Regions from separate parts of the Mus musculus genome. Here region 2 is linked to region 1. Evidence: chromatin contacts called from public Hi-C data. All regions are on one chromosome and are shown on one strand. Each heading gives the region's core, a stretch centred on a gene start, on an enhancer-like site or on the middle of the called end of the contact. The rest is flanking DNA. Distances are from core to core; before and after follow the strand shown.

What was found. A called contact is a pair of places that touch in the nucleus more often than the background predicts.
Region 2: a Hi-C map of neutrophils shows a contact between it and region 1, with 4 times the contacts expected there. The contact joins two enhancer-like sites. A contact is called at or near these places in 1 of 484 Hi-C or Micro-C datasets (neutrophils) and 2 of 115 datasets of contacts at active chromatin or transcription factors (bone marrow-derived dendritic cells and bone marrow-derived macrophages).

Annotation. Positions count from the first base shown.
Region 1 is chr6:90,749,295-90,753,874 of GRCm38.p6, forward strand. All of the region lies in intron 1 of Iqsec1 (IQ motif and Sec7 domain 1), which reads right to left. Among named protein-coding and RNA genes, the nearest start is that of Iqsec1, 59 kb to the right of the region's middle. Within about 2 kb of position 2,552, at least 88 of the 459 cell types and tissues checked have an H3K27ac peak or open chromatin away from gene starts, as enhancers often do. A contact at or near this core is called in neutrophils, where this site is marked.
Region 2 is chr6:91,710,616-91,715,195 of GRCm38.p6, forward strand. The region is part of intron 2 of Slc6a6 (solute carrier family 6 (neurotransmitter transporter, taurine), member 6); the gene reads left to right. It overlaps Gm44981 (a long non-coding RNA gene), which reads right to left. Exons shown (of 3, transcript XR_003956469.1): 3 at 974-1,954. Among named protein-coding and RNA genes, the nearest start is that of Gm44981, 9.0 kb to the right of the region's middle. Within about 2 kb of position 2,421, at least 265 of the 459 cell types and tissues checked have an H3K27ac peak or open chromatin away from gene starts, as enhancers often do. A contact at or near this core is called in neutrophils, where this site is marked.

The DNA of each region.
Region 1 (4,580 bases), core at 1,302-3,801:
AATTCTGATGCTGCTACTTCCCAGAATTCAGAAAAGAATTCTGGCAACACACCTGGCTGCCTCAGTTTCCCCAGCTGCAAAACAAAGTTAAAGCCAGTACTGGCAGTGTGGGCCTAGAGTCCAGCCACTTGAGAACTGAAGAATCACCAAGCCCAAGACTAGACTGGGCTATAGAAAGTATTCGAGGCCAGTCTGAATAAGTTAGTGAGATCCTGTCTCAAAAAGCAAAAAGAGATAGCTGAGCATGGTGCTCAGTGGTAGAGCACTAACCTATGATACATGAGGCCCTCAATTTAATCCCCACTGCTGAAAAGACAAAACCAAAACCAAAACCAAAACCAGATGCCAATAAAGAGATGAGATTTGCACCCATGCTTTCAGGATTTGTCGTGAGAAATCAATGAGGCAATTTTTTGCAGCTTGGCCTCAAACCCAAAGTAATTTTCCTCCCTCAACTTCCAAAGCATTTGGTGAGTCATCAACGCCCGAGACTCCAGTGAAGCTGTGGCTGGACTAGTCCTTATACAGATGAGAGCTAGATGCACATCCAACAGTCCTTGATAGCTCTGGCCTGTCCTAGCTATGGACAAGGCTAAGAGAAAAGCATGGCTTGAGCCCAGAAAAGAAGGTAGAGGAAAATGGAGACAGGAAGAGAAGAGAAAAGAGCCAGGCCTGGTAGTACAGGGAGGACAAAAGGAACGACAGGAATGTGAGGTCATGTGGCCAGTGGTAGTGCTTACCTACCATGCCTAGGGCCCTGGGTTCTACTTTCAGCACTGTAAAAAATAAAAATAAAAATAAAAATAAAATATGAAAACAAAACCCAATTCCAGGTTTTCCACATTCTTTCTAGAGGCCCCTTAACCCTGCCCTGCCCTGCCCCTACCCTTCACTTCTCCCTAGTGACCCAGTGGGTGGAGTTCACCCTTATCTCTGCCATGTCTCTGAAAGCAGATGAAGCAACAGGATTAAAGCTGAGGCTGAGCTGACCCGCCTCTCTGTGTTCTGGGTCCCACCCCTTACCTCATCCCTTTGGCCTGGAGCTTATCATGTTCTGCTTGTTTTAAGTACCCAGCTTGCCCCACTCCCCCTCAAACACTCTCACAGGACCTCTATCTAACATGATGTTTCTCAACCTAATGCTGAGACCGTTTCATACAGTTCCTCATGTTGTGGTAACTCCAACTATAAAACAATTTTCATTGCTACTTCATAATTATAATTTTGATACTGTTATGAATCATCATGTAAATATCTGTGTTTTCTGATGATCTTAGGTGACCCCTATAAAAGGATCATTCAACCCTCAAGGGGTCCTGACACATGTTGAAAAACTCTGCTTTACGTGATGACTGAACGAGTCTGATCTCCACTACCCCCCCAACCTCTCCCCACCCTCCCCAGTACAGCTCTTTGCTGTCCCCTTCACCTTTAGTCTGGGACTCCAGGGCCAGCCAGGTTACCTCCCTATCACTGTAGCTAGAGTGTGGTCCTCTTCCAGTCTGTGCTGAGGGAACAAGGTGAGCACTATCCAACAGTGGAGTGGCTCCAGATTCTGTGCCCAACCAGACACCCTCCTTTTTGGGGATACTGCTGGAAGTTCCCAGTCCCTCTGTCCTTAGAACCCGAATCCCCAGCTGGTCCTTCATCCAGTGGCTTCCTTGATCTTGGACTCAGGTCCCCTGTGACCACCCAAGAAGTCATTCAAAACCACACAGCCACATTTCACTCTGTGGTCCATTTCCTGAGCCCCAGATATTCCAAGAGGAAGGCGTTCCACTACCCTTGCCCCCTCCACCACCACCACCTCTACTCTGGGCCAAACACACAGAGGGCACTTAGGAGATATTCGCTAGGTACACTGTTGGCCAGATAACAACTCACTCAGCTGAGCTCATGGAACAGGAAGGTGGTGGTGAGGAAGATGCTTAGGTACCCACCCTGACAGGCAGGCAAATCCATCTGGGCCAGGCATTGGTTAACTTTTCTCACCTATGCCAGGATGGTTATTAAGCCATTTTTTTTTCCAGATAAGTTAACCAAGGTCACTCAATTTGCTCGGAGCAGAAGAGAATCTGGGGCCAGCTTTCTAGGATCTACGCTATCTCCCATTCTGAAGCACGGAGGGTGTGACCCTTGGAGTCTACCACCCAAAGAGAGAAATTCCAAGTGCTTAAAGGCCCAGGCACTGGGCCAGAGTCTTTCCATGAGCCTCCTTTTCTGCTCTGGAAAGAAACCACAGTTCAGTTTTGCAAATGCTAACCTTAGATCCAGAGTAGTTCAGTGACTTTGTAGATTGCATAGTGAGGCAGTAGACCACAGAGCAGTAGACGTCCTACCAACAGCCTTTCCTGTGTGATGACAGGAGAATGAAGCACACTGAGGTTATTGCCTCAGTTTCCCCTTGTGTACTGGGGTATGGGTGGGGTGACCACTGACAGGACATGAGGTGATTAGGGAGGCAGGCCTCTCCCCGCTCCACACAGGGGCTGATAGGGGAAGTGAGTGAGTAGCTGTTTCCCCATCTCCTCAGCCCCACCCCGCCACAGCACCTGCTGGGTAGCACCTCTCTGGAAATAGTCTTCCAACCCTGGGAAACTCCCCCTGAAATGCCCCCAGTGTCATAACCCAGTGTTGCTGCAGCTTCTAAGTTGGAAGCCTCAACCAGGCATCTTTTTCCAAGATTGCCACAAGGTCCAAATGTCCACACAGCCTGTAGCTACAGATACTGCTGGTTAGATATAAAACCTTTTATGTCCTCAAGGAGACAGTGAGTGAAGCTGAAAAGCTTGAAACTACAGTAGCAGAATAGGATCCCTGAATTAAGACATCAACATTAACCTAGGAATTAAGTCAGCTTGCGGAGGAAGACTTTAAGTCTTTATTTGGGCTTCACAACAGTACCTATAGGTAGAAAAGACCTGAAAACACAGACAGGCAAGGCAGACACTACAAAGGACTTAACCAGGCTTATAAGCCCACCTCTATCCTCAGAGTACTTTTCCTTTCTTAATCAGCTATCTCTATGTCTACTTCTAACCATCAGCCCCCTGTACAAATATTCTTCTGCCCTGGAACACAAGAGCCTGCAATCTGGTGGCATATAAACTTAGAGCCATAGTTCTGTATTCCTAAGCATCTTTTCCCAATCACCATGGGCTTTTGGATTCTCTGACCTCCATATCTAACTCTAAAGGCACAACTCTCTCCAGCATGCCTCCTCCTGGAGGCCAATGAGATTTCCAACTTGCCTATGCTGTTTTTCCTTAACCTGTAATAAATTGCCCTGAGCTTCCTTTTGAGTCTTAACTTTAAATTCTTTCACTGTAAGATTGAGAGCCCCAAAAGTTACCCCAGTTGCTCCAAGTAACAAGAGGACCTATCCTCTCTGCCATAGAACCCTGCCTCTCCCCAGCCCAGGGTCTGTCCAGCTAATCTATCCTCTGGCAAGTACCCCCCAGGAATCCTGGGACACAGTGTGAATTGGGGTGAGTTCAGATACCTCACTGGTATCAGACTGGATCCATAAATTGTCAAGGAAGAAAGGGGAGCTAGCTAGGCTTTGAAGATCAAGCTAATTGGGACCTGCGGCCACTTGCTAACTGTAAACTTTCAGTCTCCCCCAAGCCTAGATTTTCTTACTTATAAAATGGGGACATCAGACTGCACTTTGGAGTAATGGCAAGGAAATGACTATGTGTGCTGTCACCAGGCCTTCTAGGTCCGTAATTGATCCCATAAGATTGTCAGTTTTCAAGAACTTGCCTACTTGTCCAGTCTCTAGCCCATGGTACCTGAATACTCTGGTTTTATATTTGGACTAAGGGTCTAATAGGAGTCAGCTTATTCCAAGGCTGTGCAGAAAACCCAGGGCATACATCACAAGGGCCAGACCAAGCACAGGCTGTCATATGAGAAAAAGCCCAGTCAGGGTGATGAGCTGCAAGCATTGAAAGGAGGAGGAGACCCCAGCAACTGCCCACACAGGTGGAACCCTGAATTCGTCTGTACAGGGGCCTCTCAGGAACAGAAGGAGATAAACAGCCAGTGTGGGCTGACCTGTTCTCGAGTCACAATGGAAAGGACACTGGGTACTTGCTTGTTGCATGCTGGACCTCTAGGCCTCACCAGACTTTCATTCTCGCCTTAACCTAGGTCCTCAATGCCCCAGACCCATTTGGCTCCAGAGGGACGTTGTTTTCCATACACCATGGTGGAAGATGACTTGGCTACTCTGTCCAGGAGCCTATCCTGGTTTCCATCAGAGCTGCCTTCAACACCACTCTTCCTGGAACCTTCCAGAACTTCTTCCCCAGCACCCTAAAGTGTCTTAAACATATACCTTGGCATCCCAGGAACAGCTGCAGCTTTAGGGCAAAGGACACTGATTTCTTTTTACTCTCAGGCTCCTTTGTCTCACTGTGAAGAACATCCAGGAGCTGAAATACTGGAAACTCTGCTTTCACTTCACAGTTTGCTAAGCATTAGGCCTGACCACTACACAGGCTAAGCTGGTGCCTAACCTCAGGACACTGGGCCTGAACCAGCTTCCCACAGGGCTGAAGTCCAGGGTTGCAAAA
Region 2 (4,580 bases), core at 1,171-3,670, 960 kb after region 1:
AACTCCTCCCAGTTAAGTGTTTTGGCCTTGTCTAGAATTGGAAGCTTACCTGGTTACCTGGGACCAGGGCCCGAGTCTTCCCTAAGCCTGATTGTCTCTCTTTGTAAAATAAAAGGAGTGGGTGTGGCGAGGAGCAGCCTTTGAAGGCCTCTGAAAGGCCTCTGCCTTTGCTAGGCCCCCAGTGTATGCAGGCTGGCACAAATGCACTGCATCAGCCAACCAACGGCTCTTCCACTGGTCAGTTTTGTTTGACATTTTATCCAGTGCCTCCCAGGTCCCAGCCCTGCCCTTCCCTGCGTTTCTTGATTTTAAGACTCCTGGGAAGCGGATGTAACGGGTGAGATTTCCGGGCTCCACCTTAAAGATTTGAGTCAATAGGTCCAGATGGGTCTAGGTACTTACACTCTAGATTTGTCTCTGGGTTCTACAGACTATCAGGCCAAGAGCTGGCTGGCTGGAAGTGATAGAAGCAGATGGAGCTCTCTGAGTTCAAGGCCAGCCTGGTTTATATGATGAGTTCTGGGCCTGCTAGGACTACACAATGAGACCATGTGTCAAAACAAAACAAAACAAAACACCACCACCACCGCCACCAACAACAAAACAAAAACAAAAAGAAAGAAAAAGAAACTGAGGTTTCTCAAACTGATCTTGAAACTTTGCCCAAACTTTCCCAGTTCTGAACCAGAGTGCAGCCCCTAGCAAATAGAAGGTTTGATGAGGCAGGGTGTGTGCTGGGCCTCGTTGGGCATCCCAAGAGCTTACCTGGGCTTACGGTGGAGAGACAGATGTGGGGGTTGCTCTGGGAGATGCCCTGTGCATGGGGAAGACACAGCTGACTGTGTCAACCTCCTGATACTCCCCGTGTGGATTTTAACGCTGAGTTTTTCTTCTAGCCAAGCAGTAGCTGGTGTTAGGCACCATCTTGTAGCCCTGGAAGCCGCTACCACCGCCACCCGCTGCACCAACGTCCGTCAGCCTGACAGAGTTAGATATGACTCCCGTGCACCCAGGTTTGCCATAGGAGTTTACTCTCTGCCTCTGGTGCCTACTGTATCCACAGGGTGGGAGTGTTAGGAGTGTCCCCACTCCCCTACCTCCCTCAGGCTCCCTCTCTGGAGCACGTCTCCTGTGGCCATCCATGTCCGTGATAGAGTGTGGTAGGGCCTTGGTCTTGGTTTCCTCCCCCACAGAGTGGGATTGCATCTGAATGCACTTCTGTGGCCCTACCATGCAGCTTCCAAGGGAAGTCCCTGGTCCTTGAGAAACCTTTGGGGAAAGACCACAGCACGTTCACCACAGAATCATCCAGAGAGCGCACCGCTCAGGGGATGCATTGTGTGATAGAAATGGAAGCGAAGATTTGGGGCTCTCCAAAACAACAAAAAAGACTGTTCATCTTCTTGGGGAAGTTGTGCTCTGTGGCCGGGAACAGGTTCAGGTCATCCCTCCTCTCTTTCAAGCATATTCTAGGTGTCTGTCTGTCTGTCTGTCTGTGCTTTGCCCTGTGGCTCTGCAGCGCATGCCTGCCCTGAACATCTGCAGGCCCCTCAACACTCTTTGATGTGTTTACTGTGATTGATGTCTGGAAGCAGCTAGGACTCTCAGTGGAAGGGGCCAGTGATAGACTGCTGAGCTCAGGCTGGTGGTGTGGTGAGAGAGGCCATGAGGCCATCACCCCAGAGGCTGCCTGTCACAGCCTGGTGAGGGTTCTGTTCATTACTCTTGGATGGACTAGTGTTCCCCATCAAGGGCACTCTGGAGCCAAGGTGTGGGGTGTGAGACAGCAGCCTTTGGAGGTCTTCTAGGGGGAAGGGTGAGGAAGCAGGCACAGTGTCTCCTTTGTTCAGAACAGAGGATGGATCTGGGTAGAGGATGCCATGCTTTTAGGTCCACAGTCTGATTGATTGATTGATTGATTGGGCCTTGGTGTGAGGGAGGAAGGACGTCCTTCCTGTGGGGGAAAAAGAAGCATTAAAAGAGGAACACTGCAGGGAAGGGTACATTTAAAATATCACCCAGACATTGTACTCACTGCATAGAGGGTAAGGCTGAGGCCCAGGGGCAGTGACTCGCCTGAGGTCACAGAGCAGAGTGCACTGCCTGCTCTCCATGAAGCCAGGGCTTCAGACAGCACCAATGATAACATTAGGGGCCCGGCAGTGTGGAGGGGTCACAAGGTGGCTTGGCTAACTCTTGGGACTTCTCTTGCATTTCTGCAGAGAGAGGAAGACAAAAGGGCTCTGCTTCCCTTTCATACACAGGTGCAGTGCAGCCTTGGGTTTCTGTAGCTTGCAAAGGGGGAAGTTTGTGGACGTGGTAGCCGCCTCCAGGAGTAGTCCCGGCCTCCACAGCGCCTGCCCAGGACCCTGTAGCCCTGGTGCTGGGGAAGTGACACTGCTGGAAGTGAATGACAGCCCTGTGGCCGGGTGAGTCAGTGCCAGGAGCCGGGGCCCTGCTGACTCACCCTCCCCTGGCTCCTCAGCTGAGGGGGAGGGGAGAGGAGGAGGGGAAAAGGGGGAGGGACTGAGTTGCCCCTTTGGAGCCTAGAGCTTGTCCACCTAGGCATTAAAGGCGACAGGTGGCTGGCCAGGTCAGGAGCTGGGCGAGGCGTCTCTGAAGCTTTGTGTACACAATCTCCAGTTGCACACACCCCGGCCCTGCTTCTAAGACAGGCCCTGAGCACCCTGGAGACACCAGGGTGCAGTCATGTCTCCTTTCTTCCTTCTTCTCCCTCCCCGATCAGTTCCCCCCTCTTTTCTTCCCTCCTTCCTCCACTCTCCTCCTCCTCTGCCTCTCCCCTCCTTCTTGCCCTCCTTTCCTTCTTCTCTCCCCTCCCCCTCTCCCTCCTGCCTAGCTTTGTTACTACAAGCCGGAGGTCTGCCCGAATAACATTTGGTGGCCAGGCCTTACTCCCCCAGCCCCCAGCCTCGGCTCTGGGCGTCCAGCTCAGAGGGGAGGGATCTTTTATGTACCTCCCCTTTGCAGCCTCTTCTTACTTTGGAAGCCCCTCCTGTCTTTCCTATGAACTTCCCACAATTTTTGCTTTCCCACTGTCTCTGATCCTAGGAAACAATAGGATGACCCCATAACCAGACCAAACAAGTAGATGACAGGCAAGTGACAGATGGGGCTTTGTTTCACACAGCCATCTCCTGCCACCCGGGAGAACTGCTCCTCTGAGCCAGGCCTGGAGTCATGTTTTGTAGAAGGGTGGCCCTGTGTTTTGGCTTCACCTCTGGAGTCTGGTGCTAGCCCTGTGCTGACAGACACTGTCTTCCCTATATCACCAGTGGTGGGCCTTAGGAAGGTCAGCTACCCATTGGTCCTTTGCACACAAAGCAGCTGCCAGACACCCATCCCCAGAGTAGCTCTGCTCAGGGGGCCAGAGTGTAGCCCCAGGGTGTTGGGGTCAAATGACCAGAAGGTCACATAACACCCCAAGTAGGCCCTTCAGACTCACTTTCTGAGCTGGAAGGAGGGCTAGCCAGGGACTTGTAGATGAAAGGGTTTTCACCCCTTAGTGGAATGGTGGGGCACTCAGGATAAACCTAAGTTTAAACCTAGCCTACTGGAATCCTCGGGCTACCTGTTTAGTTGCCAGGTCTAGTTTAACTGTCTTTTAAGTCCTATTTGTTTGTTTGTTTGTTTGTTTGTTTGGCTTTTCGAGACAGGGTTTCTCTGTGTAGCCCTGGCTGTCCTGGAACTCACTCTGTAGACCAGGCTGGCCTCGAACTCAGAAATCCGCCTGCCTATGCCTCCCAAGTTCTGGGATTAAAGGCGTGCACCACAACTGCCTGGCCCTTGTTTGTATTTTTGAGACAGGGTTTCACTATGTAGCTCTGTCTGGACTGGAACTTGATATGTAGAACAGCCTTGCCTCAAACTCATAGAGATCCACCTGCCTCTGCCTCCCGAGTGCTGAAATTAAAAGGGCATACTACTATGCCTGGAGATATCTATCTGTATTTATCTGTCTATCTATCTATCTATCTACTTATCTGTCTATCTATCTATCTATCTATCTATCTATCTATCTATCTATCTATCTACCTCTGGTATTCTTCACTGCCGAACCACCCCTTCAGATCCTAGTATGACTGTCTTTGTGTATTCTTTCCCCTCCCCTCAGAACTCTATTCCCCCAAGATCTTTTAGATAGGTCTCAGCTTGATGGCAGTGTGGTGGAAAGCATGTACCATCTGGATATAGATTCCAGCTGTGTGCGTCGCTGTAAACAGAATTCATATCGCTGATCTTCTCGGCCCCATAAGCTGGTAAAAGATATTATTCAATTTTTCAGGTTCCATCTGGAGGTTCTCTGGTGTCCTGGGGGACCCCAGTGTCCTGGATTCTGGGTATAAATCCTGAGAATTTGGGGCAAGAGTGTCCCTGCTCTGAGCCTCAGGCTTCAGAGGGTGGGGCTGCAGCCGGCTCAGGAGTGGGATGCGGAGTCCCAGGTAGACAGGCACCCCGTCCGGAGATGGAAAGCTGAGATAATGCAAGTTCACTTTCACTCAGATGAGAGCAAGGCTGCTCATTGTTTTGTGCTCTGCTTCTGGCTAGTGAAATCGCCAGCT